Regions from separate parts of the Anser cygnoides genome. Here region 2 is linked to region 1. The links are chromatin contacts, called in public Hi-C maps. All regions are on one chromosome and are shown on one strand. The core of a region is the stretch at or near the end of the contact, and the rest is flanking DNA. Distances in the headings are between cores, read along the strand shown.

Evidence for each region. A called contact is a pair of places that touch in the nucleus more often than the background predicts.
Region 2: a Hi-C map of liver shows a contact between it and region 1, with 2.4 times the contacts expected there. The contact joins the promoter of NR2F2 here to the promoter of ARRDC4 in region 1. A contact is called at or near these places in 2 of 7 Hi-C or Micro-C datasets (both in liver).

What each region holds. Positions count from the first base shown.
Region 1 is chr11:4,631,994-4,635,633 of Taihu_goose_T2T_genome, reverse strand. It overlaps ARRDC4 (arrestin domain containing 4), which reads left to right and starts at 1,860. Exons shown (of 8, transcript XM_048076325.2): 1 at 1,860-2,271. The coding sequence starts at 1,926. It overlaps LOC106036443 (protein FAM169B), which reads right to left. Exons shown (of 34, transcript XM_067003776.1): 30 at 3,491-3,640; 31 at 542-758.
Region 2 is chr11:5,293,584-5,297,223 of Taihu_goose_T2T_genome, reverse strand. NR2F2 (nuclear receptor subfamily 2 group F member 2) reads left to right here and starts at 1,575. Exons shown (of 3, transcript XM_013181900.3): 1 at 1,575-2,143. The coding sequence starts at 2,101. LOC106036475 (a long non-coding RNA gene) reads right to left here. Exons shown (of 8, transcript XR_010834080.1): 2 at 2,887-3,640.

The DNA.
Region 1 (3,640 bases), core at 611-3,110:
ACAATCAAGCAGTGTTAGTTTAATTAACTAAAAATACCAAAGATAGCAATATGTTAATATACCTCTGTTCCCAAATATGATAAAAACATTTGTTAGTTCCTGTGAAAACTAATTCAGAAAGCACAAAGGAACTTGAATATCCAAAAATTGTTTAAATACTCAACGAATCATCACAGCATTTTTTTCTTTAGTTACATAATTCTTCACCATGAGCTGGGAAACCTGTGGCCAACAGTCCAGATAAAGTCCGTGAATTCAGCCCATCTGGAATCACGTTACTTTTCCCCACGTTATTACTGATTAACGCTGAGGTGTGCGTTAACACGTAGCCAATGAAAGGTGTTCCAAAGGCCTACGTGGCTCTCAGCAAGGCCAAGTTCTTCATCTCAGAAGTAATTCTGAACATGAGCGTACGTTTCAGGGGACCGGATATCACAGAGGTATGCCACGAATCCTGAGGAACCCTGAGGTTATCACGTCAGGTAGTTAAAAGCCGAGGCTCTGAGTGTGGAAGCCATTTTTTACTAATTCCGGTAATTACCTGAGTCAGCAGGGAAGCACCAGGCTGCTCCTTTCCAGTGCTCACGAGGGATAGAAAAATGCAGGAAGCAGCAGCTGCTGGAAGCGTCGGGCACGCGGGTGACTCGGGCAGGGCAATGCCTCCTGTCAGCGAGGGGAACGCAGCAGGTCGTTCCCCGCACACACCTTCAGGGAGAGGCCCTGCTGCAGACTCAGGCGATGACAAAGTGTGACACTTCCTAAACAAAATTAACTTCAGCAACCCTCTGGTGCAGGCGCACCGTTTGGTTTTGTAACGCGTATCAGGCTGGCCATGGCTCAGAGCCGCACGGCCACCAGGCTGCTGGGTCCTGCCCTGTTCCCCTATGGACACAGACAGCCTTCCCGCTCTTCCTACAGGCGCCGGGGGCTTTCCTAAATTTGTACTGCTAAGAATTGGGAATAACCAACCTTGCTTTTATGCTTGTGGGCTGATTTGTCAAGTATGACCTGCAGAGTTTGTACGGAAAGGCTTCGGCCGTGCTGCTGAGGCCTAGCGGCACGCGGCCCTACATGGCCGCTTCGCACCCGGAAGGCACGAGCTCCCCAGTGGGGCACCCGCTGGTGACGGAGCGGAGGGAATCCAGCAGGTGCGTGTACAGCGAGGGCAGGGCACAGCCTCCCTGAGGTAAACTGAGGGGGTACCACCACGCCGCCAATCTTTGCTTTATTTTGTATTCCGTGAGTCCCACCGCCCGCGGGGCGAGGCTGAGCCTGATGGCAACGCAACGCCTGCCCCGAGCTCCTGCCCCTGGCCCTGCTGACAGGAACGGAGGCCCGCTGATGGCCTTGGGCCTCCCTCAGGCCTCCAGCCCCCAGCCTCCATTCCCTAGTCCTCAACCCCAAGCCCCTGTCCCCAGCCCCCAATCTCCAGCCTCCACCCCCATTCCCCTATCCCCATTCCCCTATCCCCATTCCCCTGTCCCCAGTCCCCAACCCTCACCCCTCACCCAGCCCCCCCCCCGCCCAGGAGGCCCTACCCCGCGCCCGCCCTCACCCCTCCCCGCGGCCTGTCCCGGCCCCTCCCCGCCTGTTTACCCACGGGCCGCGCACGTGGCGGCCTCGCCCCGCCATTGGCCTCCCCTCCGCTGCCCTGCAGCCTCCCCGCCAATCGGCGCTCTGTCCACGCGCCTCCTCCCCCCACCCCATTGGCTGGAGGGCGGCGATCACGCCGCGTGACGCGCGCCCCTCCGCCGAAACCAAGCGGGGGGCGAGCGAACGGCGAGGCGGGGAGCCGCGGGGCGACCAATCGGAGCCGGGCGGCAGGGGCGGGGCTCGGCGCTGCGGGCTCCGGCGGAGCCGGGCGGGTTTTAAAGGCACCGACGGCGGCGGCCGCGGCCTGCCCGGGGGGGAGCCGGGGCGCCAAGATGGCGGCGGCCGGCTGCGGGCCCGGCGGCGGGGCGGTGCGGGCGCTGGCCCTGGTGCTGCAGGACGAGGCGCGGCCGGGCGGCGGCGGCTACTGCAGCGGGGACACGGTGCGCGGCCGGGTGCTGCTGGAGCTGGCGGGGCCGCTGGCGCTCCGCGGGCTGCGCCTGGAGGCCGCGGGCCGGGCCCGGGTGGCGTGGGGCGAGGCGGCGGCGGGCGGCGGCGGAGGAGGAGGAGCGGCCCCCGGGGGAGCCTGCGGGGCGGCGGCGGGGCCGGTGGGGCCGCGAAGGGAGGCGGAGGTGCGGTACCTGGACGTCCGGCAGAGCCTGCTGCGGGAGCCGCGCGGAGGTGAGGGGATTGGGGGGCGGGAGAGGGGGTGAGGGGGGAGCTCTGCCCCCTGGGGGGGCCGGGAGGCGGCTGGGGGGGGGGCACAGAGGTGCGGGGAGCAGCCCCCGGGGCGGCCGCAGCCCGCAGTGTACGCGAGGAGAGGGCTCGGCCCGGTTTGGTCGAGTCCTTAGGCTCGGGCAGGGTGGTTTGGGCAGGCGGGATGGCAGGGCGAGGGAGGGGTTTTAAGGTAAAAGGGGAGAGGTTTAGGTTAGAGGTGAGGAGGAAATCCTTCGCTCTGTGGGTGGTCAGGCGCTGGGACAGGCTGCCCAGAGAAGCTGTGGGTGCCCCATCCCTGGAGGTGGTCGGCAGCAGGTTACGTGAGGCCCTGAGCTAGTGGGTGGTGTCCCTGCCCATGGCGGGGGCTTGGAGGCCCCATCCAGCCCGAGCTGTTCTCTGATGACTGCTGCACCGTGAGCCACAGGTCCAGAAACACAGCCTGCAGTTTTCACTTGGTTTGTTACGTTGGTCTCCTACATAATGTGTCCCGCAGGGGTTAGCTCTTCACAAATTACCTTAGGCACCTGAGCGTGCCTCATGTGCTGTAAGCAGCACCTGAAGTCACCAGTGAAAGACTCTGCAAGCAGCCAGCTCGCTTTTGGAATGACTTAAGAGGAACACCTTTAACAATCACGCAAACGCTGCAGCATTAGGGCAGTACTGAAGAATTAAAGGAAAAATGGCATTTCATCATGTAATGGTGAAATACTTCTCACGCTTATCTGTAGGAGAAGTAACTGTTAGGCCTTAAATCTCCACTACAGTAGGCCCTCTAAAAATGTATTATGATTATGTATATTAGTAATAAAAATAGTAATGCTGGCCTTAAATTGCAGCTTTTTAGTACAGAAGGTAGCTGAGTTGTTAACTGAATAAGTAGATCAGCTGCTGTCATAGAATTATAGGATCATTTCGGTTGGAAAAGACCCTAAATATCATCAAGTACAGCCATCAATGTGGCACAACCAAGTCCCCAGCTAAACCATTTCCCTAGGTGCCAAATCCGTGCTTCTCTTAAATACCGCTAGGGATGGCGACTCTGTCGCTTCCCTGGGCAGCTGATTTCAGTGCCTGACCAACCTTTCTCTGAAGAAATTCTTTGTGATAACCAGTCCCGGCACAACTTGGGGCAATTTCCTCATATCCTATCACTCTTTCTCTGAGAAAAGAGACCAACACCCACCTTGCTGTAACCTCCCGTTCAGGGGGTTACAGGTAGAGAGCGATGAAGTCTCCCGTCAGCCTCCTCTTCAGACTCAGCAGCCCCAGTTCCAGCAGCCGTTCCTCATATGTCTTGTTTTCTAGTCCCTTCTCCAGTTTCACCGCTCTTCTC
Region 2 (3,640 bases), core at 326-2,825, 660 kb before region 1:
CTCCCGCTGCCTCTCCCACTGCTCTTTCCATTTAGCTTTAATTTGGCAGTTTGTTTTCAGGCACGAAAATGGTTAGCACCCAGCTGAATTCCCAGGTCATCCTGTCATCCACGGACCTCGAGAATAAATGGGGGGGGGGGGGGGGGGAACACACGACCTTCCCCCTTCGGACTTTCCCCACTGCCACTCTTCCAGCCCTGCAGGGCAAGGGGCTTTTGGAAAAGGGGAGAGAGGGCGACAAGAGGGGCTGTGCCCCCTGCGCCCCTCTCACCACCGACCCCTGCCAGGAGGGGGGCACATCGTGGAGCTGGGGGGCGAGGAGGGCAGGGGAAGGACCCCCCCCCCAGATGCCAGCACCCCCTTGGCGATAGGAAAAATTCATTCAAGTGGGACCCGTCTCCATCTTCCAGGTGCTGGATGGACTTGGCAGGAGTGGGAACTTGCGGAGCCCCTGTGCGTGGTCGTAAGGGGCAGTTATAGGATTTCTCCTTCCTCTGATCGATACCGGTCGTGGCCGCCCCCCCCCTGCCGTCCCCGCCCCGGCCCCGGCCCTCCCCGAGGGCTGCGGTGACAATTGCCTCCATACTTTTTCATCCCTGTTCTTGGTGGCAAAACCCCATTGTAATTTTCATTAGCCCAGTAAACATGCAATTAACATGCAGCACTGTGGTTAACTTAATTCCTGTTTTAAGGCAAGGACAAGCAAGAAATGGAAGAGCGTTTGTTCCATTTGTCAAGTATGACACACTTCTCACCATAACAGTTTCTGAAAATAAAAGCTCGGCTCCCCACCACCACGACCACCACCCCTCTTTCCAGAAACCCCACACACTGATACACGCACACACACACAAAAAGGAGCAGGAATCCATTAGTTGGAGAGTATTCTCCTGCCAAAGGCGGTATAATGTATTCCAAATTTTCCCAAGCCCTCACTGTACTGGGGTCCCGTTTCCCCCCCTGGGGAAGGGGGCTGACGAGTTGATATTCCTCGTGGCTGAGGGCTCCAGCCTCCCCCGAACAGTATTTTTTTTTTTTTAATAAAATAAAACAAACGTGCTTGCCATGCCTAAAAGTTGCCATGTTTGTGAAGGGGGTGGGGAAAATGTCTCCAAGGGTTTCAATTAGCAACAAATGATTATTGCAACGGATTTTTGGTAATGAAAAAATGTGGAGTACCTCTTTCTAGCTGGGATCTCAGGGGCAGTGAAGGGGGGGGGGGGGGGGGGGGGGAGAGGAAGAGAAAGGGAGAGAGAGAGAAAGAGATTGCTGATTAGCTCGGATTCTTTCCCAACTTGCTGTAGCGTGTGCTTGCGTTCCCTGCCGACCCTACACAGGACACTATATATTTTTTCCCCTTCGGTGCATGTGTTGATAGTTCAGCCTGTAGTTGTTTGCGGTTGGCTTTTTTTTTTTTTTTTTTCCTTTCTCTCCCTGCCCAAGAGGGGGGAGGTGGGAAAGGGGGGGCTGAAATCGGTCGCATCCATCCTACCCCCACAGTCATTAAGTTAGGAGATTTCCCTCTTATTTTTTTCCCCCTTTATTTTTTTTTTCTCCCCAATTGGAAGGGTGGGTTGTGATTTTTTTTTTTTTTTTAAGTCTCGCCTTTCCAGCTCCAAACAAGGTGTAGCGAGACGCTCTTCCTTCTAAGGAATGAAATGAGAGACAAGGATCACTCAAAGACATCTCCTACCTTGGGCTTGGGGATTTTTTCTTAAAGGCGAGGCGCACATTCCTAAGCAGCTATGTACAAAGCCCCCCCTGAAATCTTGTCTGTGTAAAGTTAGAGTGTGTTCAGGATTTTTTTTTTCCTCTCTCCCAAGGCTGATCGCTAATAATACATCGAAAGCACTTCCCTTTAGGTTGTGGGAAATCTATTCCCTTCACCTTGCCTCCTTTTTTTTTCCCCCCTGAAGGCTGTAACTTTACTTTTTTTTTTTTTTTAATCAGTTTGCACAATCGCTTAGATAAACACCAAGAAGGAGACTTCTCTTTAATTACCCAACGCACATCTTTCTGGGGGGCAAACAGCGGTCTGATTATTTTTTTTTTGTTTGTTTGTTTCACCTGCCAAACTAAAGGAGAGGTAGAAAAAGGAAGATGCAAGCGATTTGGGACCTTGAACAAGGCAAATATGGTTTTGGTATGTTTACTTATAGTTTTTTTTCTTCTTCTTTGACACTTTTTTTTTTTCGGGCAATGTGTTGTGATTCTTGTGTTTCTCTTTTAAGGAAAACAAAAAATCCAAAAAAGCAAATGTTAGCTAACGTGCGTCTTAAACGATCGTTTCTAAGGTTACGTGGGTTGCTCTAAGGAGGGGAAGAGGGGAGGGGGGGGAGACCCGACTCGGTGGAATTGCAGCACCAGCAGCTAGCACGTCCTTTAGCTAAATAAAGCAAGCAGCAAACAAACAAACAAGCGAGCGAAACCCAACGACCGGAATCCGGCTTCCAGGTCCGAGGCAGGAAAGCGCCTCAAAGTCATTTCCAAAGCGGCGCCCGGGACGCGGAGCCCGGGGCCGGGGCTGCGGGGAGCGGCGGCAGAGATCCGAGCCGAGCCGAGCCGAGCCGGGCCGGGCCGGGCCAAACCGAGCCGAGCCGGGCCAAGCAGAGCCGGGCCATGTCGGGCCGAGCCGAGCCGAGCCGGGCCGGGCAGGGGGACGCAGGAGGTGGGGGGGGGGACACGGCTCGGACCTGGGGGGCGCAGGCGGCACCTGCCCAGCGCCGCCGGCTGCGGCCGCAGTTTTAGGTAGCAAAAATAATAATAATTAAACAAACAAAAAAAAAAAAGGTCGGTGGGGAAGGTCTGGTGCTGAGATCCCCTCTCCCCCTCCGGTCGCTTCCCTGGTAGAGCACGTACAATGGAAAGAAGCCGGAATATACTCACCCGCCGAAGGTGTGGTTGGCAGCGCGGCTCAGGCTTTAAGGCAATTATTTATCCTGTATTATTGCAAAAGGCGCAGGTCTGACTTAAGGCAGCAAAAGTGTTTTGCTCTGACAACAGCGTGCGAGGCACGGTTCCTCGTTTAAAAAAAAAAAAATCACAAAACAGGATCTCTCTCTCTTTCCCCCCCACCCCCCCTATTCCTTACCACTATGCCTTAAAAATACCTATTCGGTCCAGGGCTCGCAGAAACCCTGCTGCAGAAATCTTATAGTCCGGTCTAGGAGTGCCCAAGCCAATTAATTTTAAATCCTTAGGAATTAATCAGATTAAAATGTACAGAAGTTTCATTCTCGTATGCATACGTGAGCCAAAAGTCGTTTCCCTTTAAGAGATCCTTTTCTTTTAAAGTTGAATTTTAGGCAGATAAGAGACTTACACTAGGGGGCAGCCAGATACTGTACTTGCTCCAATCTTAAGCAATTTTTTTTCCTCTCTCACAGCATATGCTCTGATTTAGCACTGTAAATTTTTCAGAGGACCCAACTCTGACAGCCCCTGGTGATTTTCAAAGTACCACAAGCCAGTGGTTAAAAATTGCATTGACTTGGAAGTTCAGAGGCACACAATAGGAGCCACTTTCCCTATTCATGGAACTTCAGTGTGGTGGAAGAGAAAAACACACACATACTACATTGAGGGAGAAGAGGAATTCATTGAATTCTGTTAGACGTAACTGCTTTCCACTGAGTTCAGA